Regions from separate parts of the Oryctolagus cuniculus genome. Here region 2 is linked to region 1. The links are chromatin contacts, called in public Micro-C maps. All regions are on one chromosome and are shown on one strand. The core of a region is the stretch at or near the end of the contact, and the rest is flanking DNA. Distances in the headings are between cores, read along the strand shown. Region 1 holds the start of CASS4 (Cas scaffold protein family member 4). Region 2 has its middle 52 kb from the start of MC3R.

Region 1 (7,189 bases), core at 3,009-5,508:
GTGAACCAAGAACAAGCAGAGACAGGAGTGAGGCTGGGACGGTGGTGGCAATGACGGGGGTGCAGGTGGGGGAGTAATTTAGGTGGGCTTGTCCAGAGGCTTCTGGGTGGGAGGGCCCAGGGGCTCCCGCTGAGAGAGGCTGAGCACAGCAGGGAAGAAGGGGTAGCTGAGGTGGGGGGACCAGCAGGGCCTCACGGATCCTCACGTGGGATGTTTGCTTCCCCTCTCTGAGCTTCTAAAGGTACAAAGAGGGCCAGAAATCCCCCCACTCACAATGCAGCCTCTCCAAGCCTTCTTGCCCGGAAGGAGTGAAGCAAGCCAAGTTCTAGCAGCCGCAGACGCGTGGACGCCATGATTGCTGCAGGATGTTGAGAACATCGAGGATTTTTCTCTCACGTTTTAAGTCTCTACCTTGACCTTCCTCGAGTGAGCCTGGAACCACTCCCTTAAGGGTTCAGATGGAAGAGAGCCAAAGGATATCTTTGCTCTTGACTTGAGGCTGAATATAAAATGTTACGAACATTCTACTATTCTAAAAACACAAACCTTGCTTCCTTCACTCTGCAGAAACATGATAAAGACCCTTGTTTGAAAACTCCCCTCGTGGGGTGGACATTTGGCCCAGCAGTTAAGACAGCGCCTGGGGAGCCCACCTCCCATACCAGAATGCCTGGTTTGAATCCCGGCTGCTCCACTTCTGATCTAGCTCCCTGCTCGGTGCACACTGGAAGCAGCAGGTGATGGTTTACGTACTAAGGTCCCTGCCACCCACGAGGGGGATCTGGATGGAGTTTTGGGCTCCTGGCTTTGTCCTGGCCCAGCCCTGACCACTGCAGGTGCTGGGGAGTGAACCTATGAATGCAAGATTTATCTGTCTTTCAAGTAAAATGAAAATAAATACATATTTCTTTTAAAAAAACAAACTTGCTTCAGAAAATCAATGCATGTGTTTTCTTTATAGAGGAGAGAAAGTGTGGATTGTAGAGTGAATGCTGTGGAAAGCAGGCTTCAAACAGAATGAAATTCCAGAAATTCTCAGAAAATGATAGAGAAAAAAAAATAAGCCACTGCCTACTGCACTCTCCTTCCAGTTCTGAACATTGACCCAGTGAGGAAATAAAATGATGAGGAGAACCGGCTATGCACAAAGACGCAGATTTCAACACTGTCTCTAGTGACATGGGTTCAACACTCACTCAGTCTGCCATGAACAGGAGGGCTGAACCAGCGAGGACTTACATATTCATACAACAAACTCACTTATGCTCCTTGTCTTTTAGACGAATTTCCCAGCATTCCCTGGAGCAGAACGTGGGCTCAGCCAGCTGACGACAGACGCTGCCTTTCCCATCTTTTCCCTGCAGGGGGACCCCTAGCTTCGGAATGGCACTGTTGGAGGCCAGCGTTTCCTGCAGCTAATATCACACTTACACCTCGTTTTCCTTGTTTTGTGACACGTTCAGGGAAAATCGGAATAAAACAGTCCGGTTGTTATACGCTGTCTGCTACACACAGAGTCGAAAGCTCTGCTGACCAGGAACCGAGGGCCCCGAGGGCCTCCAGGAAAAGCGTTGACAGCAGTCACTACGTAGCTCCAATGCAATGAGGCAAACTTCAGGGTCTGGAAGGCGACCTGGGGTAGCCCTGAGTCAAAGTGAGGGTTGCTTTAAAGTCACCTGCACGGAGGCCGAGGTTGGGGACTGCATACACAGGACCACCCCTTGAATCGTTGTGTTACCACCGGAAAGCAACAGTGTAGGCGTGAAAATTAGTAGGCCGAGCAGTTGTGTTTGTATTTGTATTGTCAGTTGTAAAAGGCAAGAAGCTCAACAGTTTGCTTGCTGCTCGTATTTGTACAAAACCTTAAAACATGGCATTTCTGATGTGTGTGCATGGACAGGGGCACCCAAGAAACTGCTCCCTGAGGGCGCCTCTGGACGCCCAGGTTCTTGCTCAGGTGAGGGTCACCTGTGTGAGCTGAGATGACCTGGGTCTCAAACTAGGGCCCATGGACCAAATCTGGATGGCTGACTCATGAGCTGAGATGGATTTTATAGTTTTAAGGAGTTTTTAAAACAAAGAAGGCAAAGCAACAGAGGTTGCACGCGGCTCTTTATGACAGAGTTCCCAGATTCCCTGGTTTGAAGGTCAGAAGGCATGGAGTTGGCCAAGCGCTGGGCTCTGGATTCAGGCCACCTGGGACTGATCCTGGCATTGCCACTTCTGAGCTGTGTGGCCTTGGGCCGGTCACTAGGCCAAGTTTCTCCTCTAGAGGGAGGGAGTAAGAGTAATAACGCTTCATAGAGAGGTGTTGTGAGATGCAACACGCGAAGGCAAGTTGAGCGCTCAGCACAGGCCTGGCGCACAAGCAGTTTGTGCTAGCTACTGTCACCTGTGTAACACCAGAAGCCGGACCTCACAGCGTGTTGGGAGTGTCAGTGATAAGTTACGTGCCTAGATGCATGTTATTTACAAAGTGTAGAGTGCTATAGAGATAATTTAGGCAGCATAAGTGGAACAAGTAAAAAGAAGCCTAAATCGTAAAAATCTAGGCTAGTCAGCAAAAAAAGCCAGTGTTACAGAAGAAAAAAAGGCGGTGGATTATTCTAGATTATGGACAAGTGAGACCTGGCAAACAGCAGAGTGCGATCCTAGAACCAATCCTGGACCAACACACACACACACAGAAAAATGGCCAAAAAAGGTAAAAAAAAAATCGTATTTTTAGAAATTGTGAAAGTAGAATGGACAATAGAAGGGTGCCATCAAAGCAGTGTGACATGTTGGGGGTGAGATCATGCAGTGGGGTCCGGGGGGGACAGCAGTGCTCTTAGGGGACACACAAGGAAGCACCTGGAGGTGTCATTATGTCTGCCATTGATGTCCAGGTGGTGCACACGACAGCGGAGTGTGTGTTAGATACAGACACATGTACCCCAAGATGACAAACACCAGGAGCCGGGGCACTTGAGGCACAGGATATGCAGGGGGTCACTGAATTATCTCCCCACCCCACCCCCACCCATTTTTCCAACGATTTGAAAAATTTTCAAAGTAAATATATGGGAAGAAAGTCCAGAACTGCTAAGATATTTACTAAGAGGTATACAGCTGTGGATTCCATACTGTTTAATAATAATTAACACACAATTCCTATGCAGACTCCCCCTTGCATAACTGTTTCATGTCTTTCTTCCCCCCCATCTACGTAAAATTTTAAAAGGATGTAGCAAGATAATAATCTCCTCAATCTTGAGTTTCTCTTTCTCTCTGTCTAAGTAAGTGTTCTTTCCCCCTTGAGTTCCGCAGTCATTTTCGCTGCCTAAGTAGAGAACCGTCTTGGATTTGTGATGCAGACTTGGAAGGACAAGCAGAACACAGGCGATAACAGGACGACAGCAGGGGTGCCCACCACGGGCAGCCGGGAGCTGGGCTGGGGGTCTGTGCTCTGCTCTGGGGAAGTTAGGACAGGAACCAGTCGGGCCCTTGTGAGCGGCACGGAGCGTCTCCAGGGTCCCGAGAGAGAGGCGGTCAGGGTGGGCCAAGGCACAGACTCACAGCTCGCTTACGCAGTTTGTCAGGGTGCAGAATGGACACCAAGCTGCGGGCTGTGTGGTCACCTCCCGAGCTGATTTCTACAGGAGTCACTTCCAGTCATCTCAGAAGCAAAGGGCAATGAACTTACGGCACAGGCACTGCCTCCTCTTTTTCTTTTTCTTTTTCTTTTTCTTTTTTTTTTTTTTTTTGACAGGCAGAGTTAGACAGTGAGAGAGAGACAGAGAGAAAGGTCTTCCTTTACCATTGGTTCACCCCCCAAATGGCCGCTACGGCTGGCATGCTGCGCCAATCCGAAGCCAGGAGCCAAGTGCTTCTTCCTGGTCTCCCATGCAAGTGCAGGGCCCAAGGATCTGGGCCATCCTCCACTGTACTCCCAGGCCACAGCAGAGAGCTGGACTGGAAGAGGAGCAACCGGGACAGAATCCGGCGCCCCGACTGGGACTAGAACCTGGTGTGCCAGCACCGCAAGGCGGAGGATTAGCCTAGTGAGCCACAGCGCCGGCCACTGCCTCCTCTTAACTGACCATTAGCCTTTCCCACCTCAAACTTCCATGTGTCCAGTGCTCACCCCGTGCCTTCACTAAAGCTCAACACTAAGCCGGTGTCGCCCTTAGCCATCGCGTCGTGCTCAGCCTCCCCCTGCCAGCAGCCCCACGGCCGCTCACCTTGGGTGCTCCATCCATGATGCTGGTTCCTCGCATGTCGGTGAAGTGACACAGCTCCTCCGAGCTCCCCGGCTGCTATCTCCAGCTTTGCAGGCCGGTTGTGCAATGTCACTGCACGCCTCTGGCTGGTTCTCAGAAAGTGAATTCCATGGAGCTTTCCGGCAGCGCACGGGAACTCGTCAGAGTCTCCCTGCAGGCTGACTTTCTGGAAAGCATGATAAGAGCGGAATGAAAGGGGTGAAGAAGGGGGTGGGCAGAAACAGGCACCCTCCCTCCCGCGTGCCTGACGTCTCGCTCTGTCTTGAAGTAGAGGTTGTCACTCATTTGCTCTCTGAAACCACAAAAGAAGAAAAAAAACTCCTCTCTTCTGCTTTAGGGGAGAGGTTCCTGCTTTGAGAAGCTTAGCGATACACAGAGCATTCACGTCCCTTGCTCTCTGTTGAGCTGCCCCCACGGAGCCACTCCTGATTCCTGGATGAGATGCCACTGGGCCACATGGGGAGGGTGCTCAGAACTTCTTCCTCCCTACGTCTTGCCAGCATAAAAGGGGCAAGAGGGATGCCTCAAAGGGCATAGACCCCACTTTCCAGTTTTCTCAGTTGCACACCTCCCTGCACTGGGCACCTTGCCAGCCTCCAGCACTTAATGATTAACGTTTTCTGAGTGCTGACTCTGCACAGAGGGCTACTTCGGCACCTGCCTTTGGCTTGTGGCTCTCAAGTCTAGCAAACCCATTGTCTGCCCCTAAAATGGCCAAACTGACCCATCATCATGGCTTGCTGGGTCTTTGCTCTCAGACCCAGTGTCTAGAGAGGACCTATGGTGTAGCACATTCTTCTTCCTTAAAAAAGAAAAGAAAAAAAAAGTCTGCATTTTTATTTCATTTAAACACATTGGTATTTATCCTTCCCATTCTGACTCAAGTCCCATCCACAACCAATGCTCTCTCTCATCATTCTGCTCTTTTTAAAAACGTTCACTAATTTTTTACTTGGAAGTCAGAGAAACAGAAAGACAAATAGAGATCTTCCATTTGCTAGCTCACTTGCCAAACACCAGCAACAGTGAGGGCTGGGCCAGGCCAAAGCCAGGAGTCCATAATTCAATTTGGCTTTCCCAGCAGGGACCCAAGTATGTGAACCATCACCTGCTGCCTCCCAAAGTGTGCACAAGCAGGAAGCTGGACTGGAAGTGGAGGAGTTGAAACTCAAACCCACACACTCAGCTGCGGGATGTGGGTGTCTTAACCACCATGACAAACATTCTCCTCTTGCCATTAATGGCACTTACTGTCTCATCTTCTGGGTGTACAATGTGTAGGCAACACAAGGGTGAGCCTCAGGGTACATCTGCCGATCAGAATGGGGGCTGACTTGCTGTAGATGCAGCTGATCACAGGGAGAGAACAGCCACTCCATGGGTGAACACACACTGACTCCCTGCTCTGTCCTAACCCAGCTCTAGCTGTTGCAGCCGTCTGGGGGCCGAGTCAGCCAACAGATTCTCTGTCTCTCTCTTTCTCTCTGTGGCACTCTGCCTTTCAGAACTTAAAAATAAAGGGCGGGGGCCGGCGCCGCGGCTCACTAGGCTAATCCTCCACCTTGCGGCACCGGCACACCGGGTTCTAGTCCCGGTCGGGGCGCCGGATTCTGTCCCGGTTGCCCCTCTTCCAGGCCAGCTCTCTGCTGTGGCCAGGGAGTGCAGTGGAGGATGGCCCAGGTGCTTGGGCCCTGCACCCCATGGGAGACCAGGAAAAGCACCTGGCTCCTGGCTCCTGCCATCGGATCAGCATGGTGCGCTGGCTGCAGCGCGCCGGCCGCGGCGGCCATTGGAGGGTGAACCAACGGCAAAGGAAGACCTTTCTCTCTGTCTCTCTCTCTCACTGTCCACTCTGCCTGTCAAAAAAAAAAAAAAAGGGGGGGGGGGGAGGGCGGGGGGTGCTATGTAGAGTGCACACAGCCAACAGCATTTGTGAGACCACCAGCCCACTATTTCCATATTAAATTTGAGTCTGGACATGTTTTTCTGCACTCCTGCTCCCTGCCAGCTCTTGCCACTTCTTCTATGTGAGCGGGCATGGGCGTCTCAGATGGGAAAGATGCAACCATACTTTGAAAGCCAAAACTGTGGTTCATTTGGTGAGGGTGGCACCTAAAAGAAACCCAGATTCTATGATTCCAGTTTGATAAACCTATAGGAAAATTTTTTATAAATAGGGAAGAGTTCAACCCAAATATTCCTTTCTTACACTTCATTAGTTTTTCAAACAAGAATAACATCTCTAAGACTTGGGAGCCACAACAAAACTTAGAAATTTAGCAACATACCTAGAAATTGGAGAATTTTAAACTGTGAAAATGCAAAAACAAACACTCACCCCTTATTGGGAACCCAAAGGAAGATAGCAGGGCCCCACAGTACCTGTCTTACTTATGCTTTTTGTTTTTTTATTTTTAAAGATTTATTTATTTGAAAGTCAGAGTTACACAGAGACAGAGAGGAGAGGCAGAGAGAGGTTTTCCATCCGCTGGTTTACTCCCCAATAGGCTGTGCCAATCTGAAGTCGGGAGCCAGGAGCTTCTTCCAGGTCTCCCACGCAGGTGCAGGGGCCCAAGGACCTGGGCCATCTTCTGCTGCTTTCCCAGGCCACAGCAGAGAGCTGGATCGGAAGTGGAGCAGCTGGGACTTGAACTGGTGTCCACATGGGATGCCAGCACTGCAGGCGCCAGCCCCCTTACTTAGGCTTTTTAAATACCAGATCAAAGCTCCATGGAACACACATTTCACACATTTACTGTTTCTTGTTTTAAAGGACCTGGAAACTATTGGGGAAACAAAAACAAAACCAAAACACAAAACAAACAGCTCTTAACGTGAAGCTGAGTAGGGGCTGTCTCTATGGCTCACCATTTCCCCAGGACTCTGTGGTCTTCGAATGAACTTCACCGGCACTCAGCTACTTACCC
Region 2 (6,330 bases), core at 2,092-4,591, 200 kb after region 1:
TGGGATGTGCCCTTGTGGTCCTCACCTTGTTTCATCACCATGTTCTATGTTTAGGCTCCCAGTCTTTGCATTTGCACTTAGTTTCCCAGAGCCCAGTCACTGGCCAGGGGGTCTGGGCTGGATTACTGTCCAGCGTGAGCTACAAAGCTGTAAAGAAACCTCTTCTTCCCACACAAACACTTAAACTCATGAATAGACAACAGATTACCATTCATTCATTCAAGGTCTAGCGCTGTTCTAGTCTCCTGGGATGTTTCAGTAACGAAGCAATGTTGCCCACTCTTGTAGCACTAGCATTTTAGAGGTAGACAACAAGCATAACAAGTAGATAAAAAGTATAGATAAGTATTGCAGAGGAAAACATAGCAGTGGAGGGGGGACGTTTGGGGGAATAGCAGAGCCCAGCATACTGAAGGGACAGCAATAATGCCAGGGAGTGTAAGTGAAATGAACAAAAGGAAGAAGAATTGGAATTGGGAGTAAAAGAATGGGGAAGATGGGGACAGGTTAAGGCCAGTGTATAGATTTTGGCATTTACTCTAGTGAGGTGGAGAGTTACCTCAGGATTCTGAGCAGACAAGTGACATAGTCTGATTTAAGCTTCAAAAAGGAGTGTTCAGTGTTAAGAATTGATTGAGGGGCTGGTGCTGTGGTGTAGTGGGTAAAGCCACCACCTGCAGTGCCGGCATCCCATATGGGCACCGGTTCTAGTCCTGGCTGCTCTACTTCCAATCCATCTCTCTGCCATAGCCTGGGAAAGTAATAGAAGATGGCCCAAGTCCTTGGGCCCCTGAAGAAGCTCCTGGCTCCTGGCTTTGGATTGGCACAGCTCTGGCTGTTGTGGCCAATTGGGGAGTGAACCAGTGGATGGAAGACCTCTCTCTCTCTCTCTCTCTCTCTCTCTGCCTCTCCTCTCTCTGTGTAACTCTGACTTCCAAATAAATAAATCTTAAAAAAAAAGTGGATTGAAGAGTGGGCCAGGAAACAGCAGAGAGAACAGCAAGGAAACCCTCCCCGTCATATAGGTGATGATGATGGTGGCTTGTAGCTGGATGGTAACAGTGGAGACAATGTCCTGTTGTCCTGCTGTAAGTCAGAAGTTCAGCACAGCAAAGCTCAGAAGGATATTCTGCTTAGCCTTGTTTCTTCAAAGGGCCGTTTGGCTATTTATAACATCAGTTGCAGGCTATACAGAGTTATGAGTCTTGCTGTCTTGATGGAGGGCTTAAAGCAGGGTCAGCTGGTCCTGCTCCTGGGGTGTTCTCCTCTGGGAGGTCTGGAACTTCTGACACCAATCGCTGTCTTTCATCCCCAGTGAATAGCTCTGGGTTCTAGCATCTTGGGAAGTGATGGCCTTGAGAGGGTCTCAAAGGTTCTGTGCTTTTCTGTTTTCTGAATCCTGGCCTCCACCTCCTTGTTTACCTGTGAGTAAAGCAGAGGAAGACACTCCACACTTGCCAAAGCTACTTTGTTTAATTATGAGATATGATTTATGATTCTCATTTAATGGAGGCTGAGAGATCTGTGTTGCACACTCAAGGTGTAAAAACATCAGGCATCTTTCAGCCTTTCAGTTAGTTACAGTGGAATATTGTTATTAATTTTGTCAGGTATGAGAAGTGAGAGTAAATAACTTAACCGAAATCACAGGACATGTTGAGATTGACCTCATACGTCTGACTCCAAAGCCTGGTTTTTTTTTTAACTTTTATTTAATAAATATAAATTTCCAAAGTACAGTTTATGGATTACAATGGCTTCCTCCCCCCATAACTTCCCTCCCACCCGCAACCCTCCCATCTCCCGCTCCCATCCCATTCACATCAAGATTCATTTTCAATTATCTTTATATACATAAGATCAATTTAGCATATATTAAGTAAAGATTTCAACAGTTTGTACCTACACAGAAACACAAAATGTAAAATACTGTTTGAGTACTAGTTATAGCATTAATTCACATTGTACAACACATTAAGGACAGAGATCCTACATGAGGAGTAAGTGTACAATGACTCCTGTTGTTGACTTAACCAATTGACACTCTTGTTTATGGCGTCAGTAATCACCCTAGGCTTTTGTCATGAGTTGCCAAGGCTATGGAAGCCTTTTGAGTTCACCGACTCTGATCTTTTTTAGACAGGGTCATAGTCAAAGTGGAAGTTCTCTCCTCCCTTCAGAGAAAAGTACCTCCTTCTTTGATGGCCTGTTCTTTCCACTGGTATCTCACTCACAGAGATCTTTCATATATAGGTTTGTTTGGTTTTTTTTGCCACAGTGTCTTGGCCTTCCATGCCTAAAATACTCTCATGGGCTCTTCAGCCAGATTCGAATGCCTTAAGGGCTGATTCTGAGACCAGAGTGCTGTTTAGGACATCTGCCATTCTATGAGTCTGCCTGCTGTGTATCCTGCTTCCCATGTTGGGTCATTTTCTCCCTTTTTTATTCTATCAGTTAGTATTAGCAGACACTATTCTTGTTTATGTGATCCCTTTGACTCTTAGTCCTGTCATTATGATCAATTGTGAACTGAAATTGATCCCCTGGACTAGTGAGATGGCATTGGTACATGCCACCTTGATGGGATTGAATTAGAATCCCCTGGCATGTTTCTAACTCTACCATTTGGGGCAAGTCTGCTTGAGCATGTCTCAAACTGTACATCTCCTTCCTCTCTTATTCCCACTCTTATATTTAACAGAGATCACTTTTCAACACTTAAGAATAATTATGTGTTAATTACAGAGTTCAACCAATAGTATTAAGCAGAACAAAAAATACTAAAAGGGATAAAGTATTAAGTTGTTCATCAACAGTCAGGACAAGGGCTGATCAAGTCACTGTATCTCATAGTGTCCATTTCACTTTAACATGTTTCCTTTTTGGTGCTCGGTTAGTTGTCACCGATCAGGGAGAACATATGATATTTGTCCCTTTGGGACTGGCTTATTTCACTCAGCATGATGTGTTCCAGATTCCTCCATTTTGTTGCAAATGACTGGATTTCATTTTTTTTTACTACTGTATAGTATTCTATAGGGTACATGTCCCATAATTTCTTTATCCATTCTGCTGTTGATGGGCATTTGGGTTGGTTCCAGGTCTTAGCTATTGTGAATTGAGCTGCAGTAAACATTAAGGTGCAGACAGCAAAGCCTGTGTTTTTAACCATCAAATAATATCCCTAGAACAATTGCCCCATCAACTTCTCCGTATGAATGTTGGAGTGACTGCAGTTAGACTCACAGCATTGGAGGTTAAATTACTTCTCCCTGTCTCAACTAGAAGAAGTGTTATGCAAGCGCATTTCTGGCAGATGAGGCCAAGGGCAGAAATGAGTCATGTTACATCCGAACAATCGAGTGTTATCTTCCAGAAGGTACACTGAGCTCAGATCATGCATCTGTCAGCACTGAGTGGGGGAGCTTGGAAAGGTTTCTGAAACCCAACAATAGAAATGCCTTTGCTGAGACTATTGAATGAGAAAGAGTGAAATGGGATTCCATGGCAATGAGCAACTTCTCCTCATCTCCACCATCATTTCAGTTTTCTGTCATTGTTCAGCATTGTCTACCTGGGTGTTTGGAAGTTAAATATCTGTGACATTTCCCAAAAGACTTCCTTGTTACCCTGAATTTTGAGGGTATGGTGCCTGCTCATTTTGTATCCTGGATGTTATTTGAAAGCTTTTCCCTTGATGATCAGGGTGGAAAATCATAAATGTAGCAGAATAGGCTAGCTGTGAGGAAGGAGGGCATCCAAGTTGGCTGTTTGCGGTACCCGTGGCTCCCTTGACTAGACTGTTTCTGCTCATGCTGAACTCACTGATGGATAGATGTCAGCATCCCTATCTGGCTAGACTCTTATCCATTGGGGTGGGAAAACTTTTTTTCCACCAAAGGTTGCTTAGATATTTACAGTGTCACTCGTGGCCATACAAAATTATCACCTTAAAAATTAGCCTGCTATTGTGTGAGTGAATTTCAAGTCCTGCCTGCATTTGCTTTGGCAAGGCCAGCCAAATGATTTTGTAGGCTCATATGACACATGGGGCAGACATTTCTCTCCTCTGGGACAAATAGCTGTAAGATGTTTCTGCTCTGGGTCTGTCTGGAGGTACGAATGACATTTATTTGAATGTCCAATGAAAACAGCTATGTCCTGGAGCATGTACCAAGGTGACCAAAGGACAGGAATTAGGGGGATTCTCCACTGGGGGAGAACAGTTTTGGTCTCTCAGTGACTGCCTGGAGCCTGATTTCTGGCTGGGGTCCTTGGTTTTATGCTCAGGGAAGTGGCTGCCTTCTGCTTGTTTGTAGAGTGTAAGATCTTCAGCATTGCTCCCAGAGCCTTGCATTCTTCCTTCCACTTGAGGTGTGTAAGCTTGATTCTGGATTTCTTTTTTCTAGAAGGAGAAAGTTTATTAAATAAATAAAAAGGAGGCAAGGTGTTTATGGTGACAGTGAGGTCATCTGTCTCTGAGACGCACACGTCTCCCTTGCTGGGGACAGATCAAGATCCAGTGTCTTCCCTCTCTGACAGGCGGTGGCCCCATGAGCCACCAGCAGCCCAAGTGTGAAGACAGGGGCAGCAAGGAGAATGTCAGGTCTCAGCTTGGCTGCTTTTGTGCATGGAGAGCTCTGAGGCAGCTCTGAAGCAAGGAGGTGGTTGGGGGTTTGGCCTGTTCTCTCCTTAGCCTTGGCTCAGGGAGAGAGAGCACCAGGGATTCAGGGGATTGAGCCCAGAGGGGTGCCCTTGACATCCTGGAGACTCCTGATTGCCCCTGATTACAGGGCTTTCTTCTTAGCCTCTGTCTTATGCTTCACTCTCTGGCTGCCCTGTGGTTTCTGGTGCTTCATATTCAGGCATTAAAAGGCTCGGTGTCCTTCAGTTACTGGGCAGAGGGCCAGCGAGTGGGTTTAGGTGTAAGGGCTCAACACTGTTATGCAGTCTTTGGAGGCTAGCCACGGCTACCGATAAAATAACATTCCTCAGACGCAAGCTTTGCCCAAGATTCCTCTGTGGGTTTGTGTGCAGACCCACAGCTCACTTTGTGGCATCCAGGCCCAGATGGAGGCCCGGCAACTCAGTGTGTAAGTATTTGAAATTTGTGAGGCAGGGTAATCACTGCTAAAGAAAATAAGGTCTGTCTGGCTGTCTTGACATATATACCTTTGTATCAACAAATATCAACAAATAAAAACTAATATTCAATCATGTAAACAAAACCTTAGCTTATGCATGACCAAGTTGGCCAGTTATTAAAGATGTTGAAATTCTATTATTGTACATATCTGAATGTTCTCTTGATGGGCTGCCAATGCTTCAAGGATTAAGTAATAGAGTGACAATGATTGCCATCCACAAATTATATTTGTGCCACAAAATTTATTTTTGCCTTCTTTTCAGCCAAACTGTTAATTATGCTGTCAAAATCATGATGTTCACATACTTGGTGTTTTGTTGACAGTAATAATAGTGCCATTCAAAATGAGATCCTGGGCCCCCAGTGGATGGGACTTATGAGGCTTCATTAAAATGTTCATGGAAAACTGGGAATTAAGAGTATGAAATGAGTTAATTTTGGTACACGAATTTTTATTGCAAATTTTTTGTAGTACATGGAAAATGTGTATTATAAAAATTATGCGTGGATGTTAAGATTTTTTTTGTACCAAAATAACCTCATTTTTATGAACTTTTAAAAATTTCTTTCTTTTCTCTTTTTTAAAAAAGATTTATTTATTTATTTGAAAGTCAGAGTTACACCAAGAGAGGAGAGGCAGAGAGAGACAGAGGTGTCTTCCATCCATTGGTTCACTCCCCAATTGGCCACAATGGCTGGAGCTGCGTTGATCTGAAGCCAAGAACCAGGAGCTTCATCTGGGTCTCCCATGCAGGTACAGGGGCCCAATGACTTGGGCCATCTTCCACTGATTTCCCAGGCCACAGCAGAGAGCTGGATTGAAAGTAGAGCAGCTGAGTTTCAAACTGGCGCCCATATGGGATGCCAGTGTTTCAGGGCAGGGCATTAATCCACTGCACCTCAGTGCCAGTCTCAAAATTTATTTTTTTTTATTTTTTATTTTTTGACAGGCAGAGTGGACAGTGAGAGAGAGAGACAGAGAGAAAGGTCTTCCTTTGCCGTTGGTTCACCCTCCAATGGCCGCCGCAGCTGGCGCGCTGTGGCCAGCGCACCGCGCTGATCTGATGGCAGAAGCCAGGAGCCAGGTGCTTTTCCTGGTCTCCCGTGGGGTGCAGGGCCCAAGCACTTGGGCCATCCTCCACTGCCCTCCCTGGCCACAGCAGAGAGCTGGCCTGGAAGAGGGG

The links. Hi-C and Micro-C count contacts between places; a contact is called where the count stands out from the background.
Region 2: a contact with region 1 is called in a Micro-C map of ear pinna, with 6 times the contacts expected there. The contact joins the enhancer-like site here to the promoter of CASS4 in region 1. A contact is called at or near these places in 2 of 6 Hi-C or Micro-C datasets (ear pinna and an unstated tissue).

Annotation. Positions count from the first base shown.
Region 1 is chr11:5,197,384-5,204,572 of mOryCun1.1, forward strand. CASS4 (Cas scaffold protein family member 4) reads right to left here and starts at 4,259. Exons shown (of 8, transcript XM_070051556.1): 1 at 4,224-4,259. The coding sequence starts at 4,259.
Region 2 is chr11:5,394,665-5,400,994 of mOryCun1.1, forward strand. No RefSeq gene overlaps it. Among named protein-coding and RNA genes, the nearest start is that of MC3R, 52 kb to the left of the region's middle. Within about 2 kb of position 3,342, at least 1 of the 8 cell types and tissues checked has an H3K27ac peak or open chromatin away from gene starts, as enhancers often do.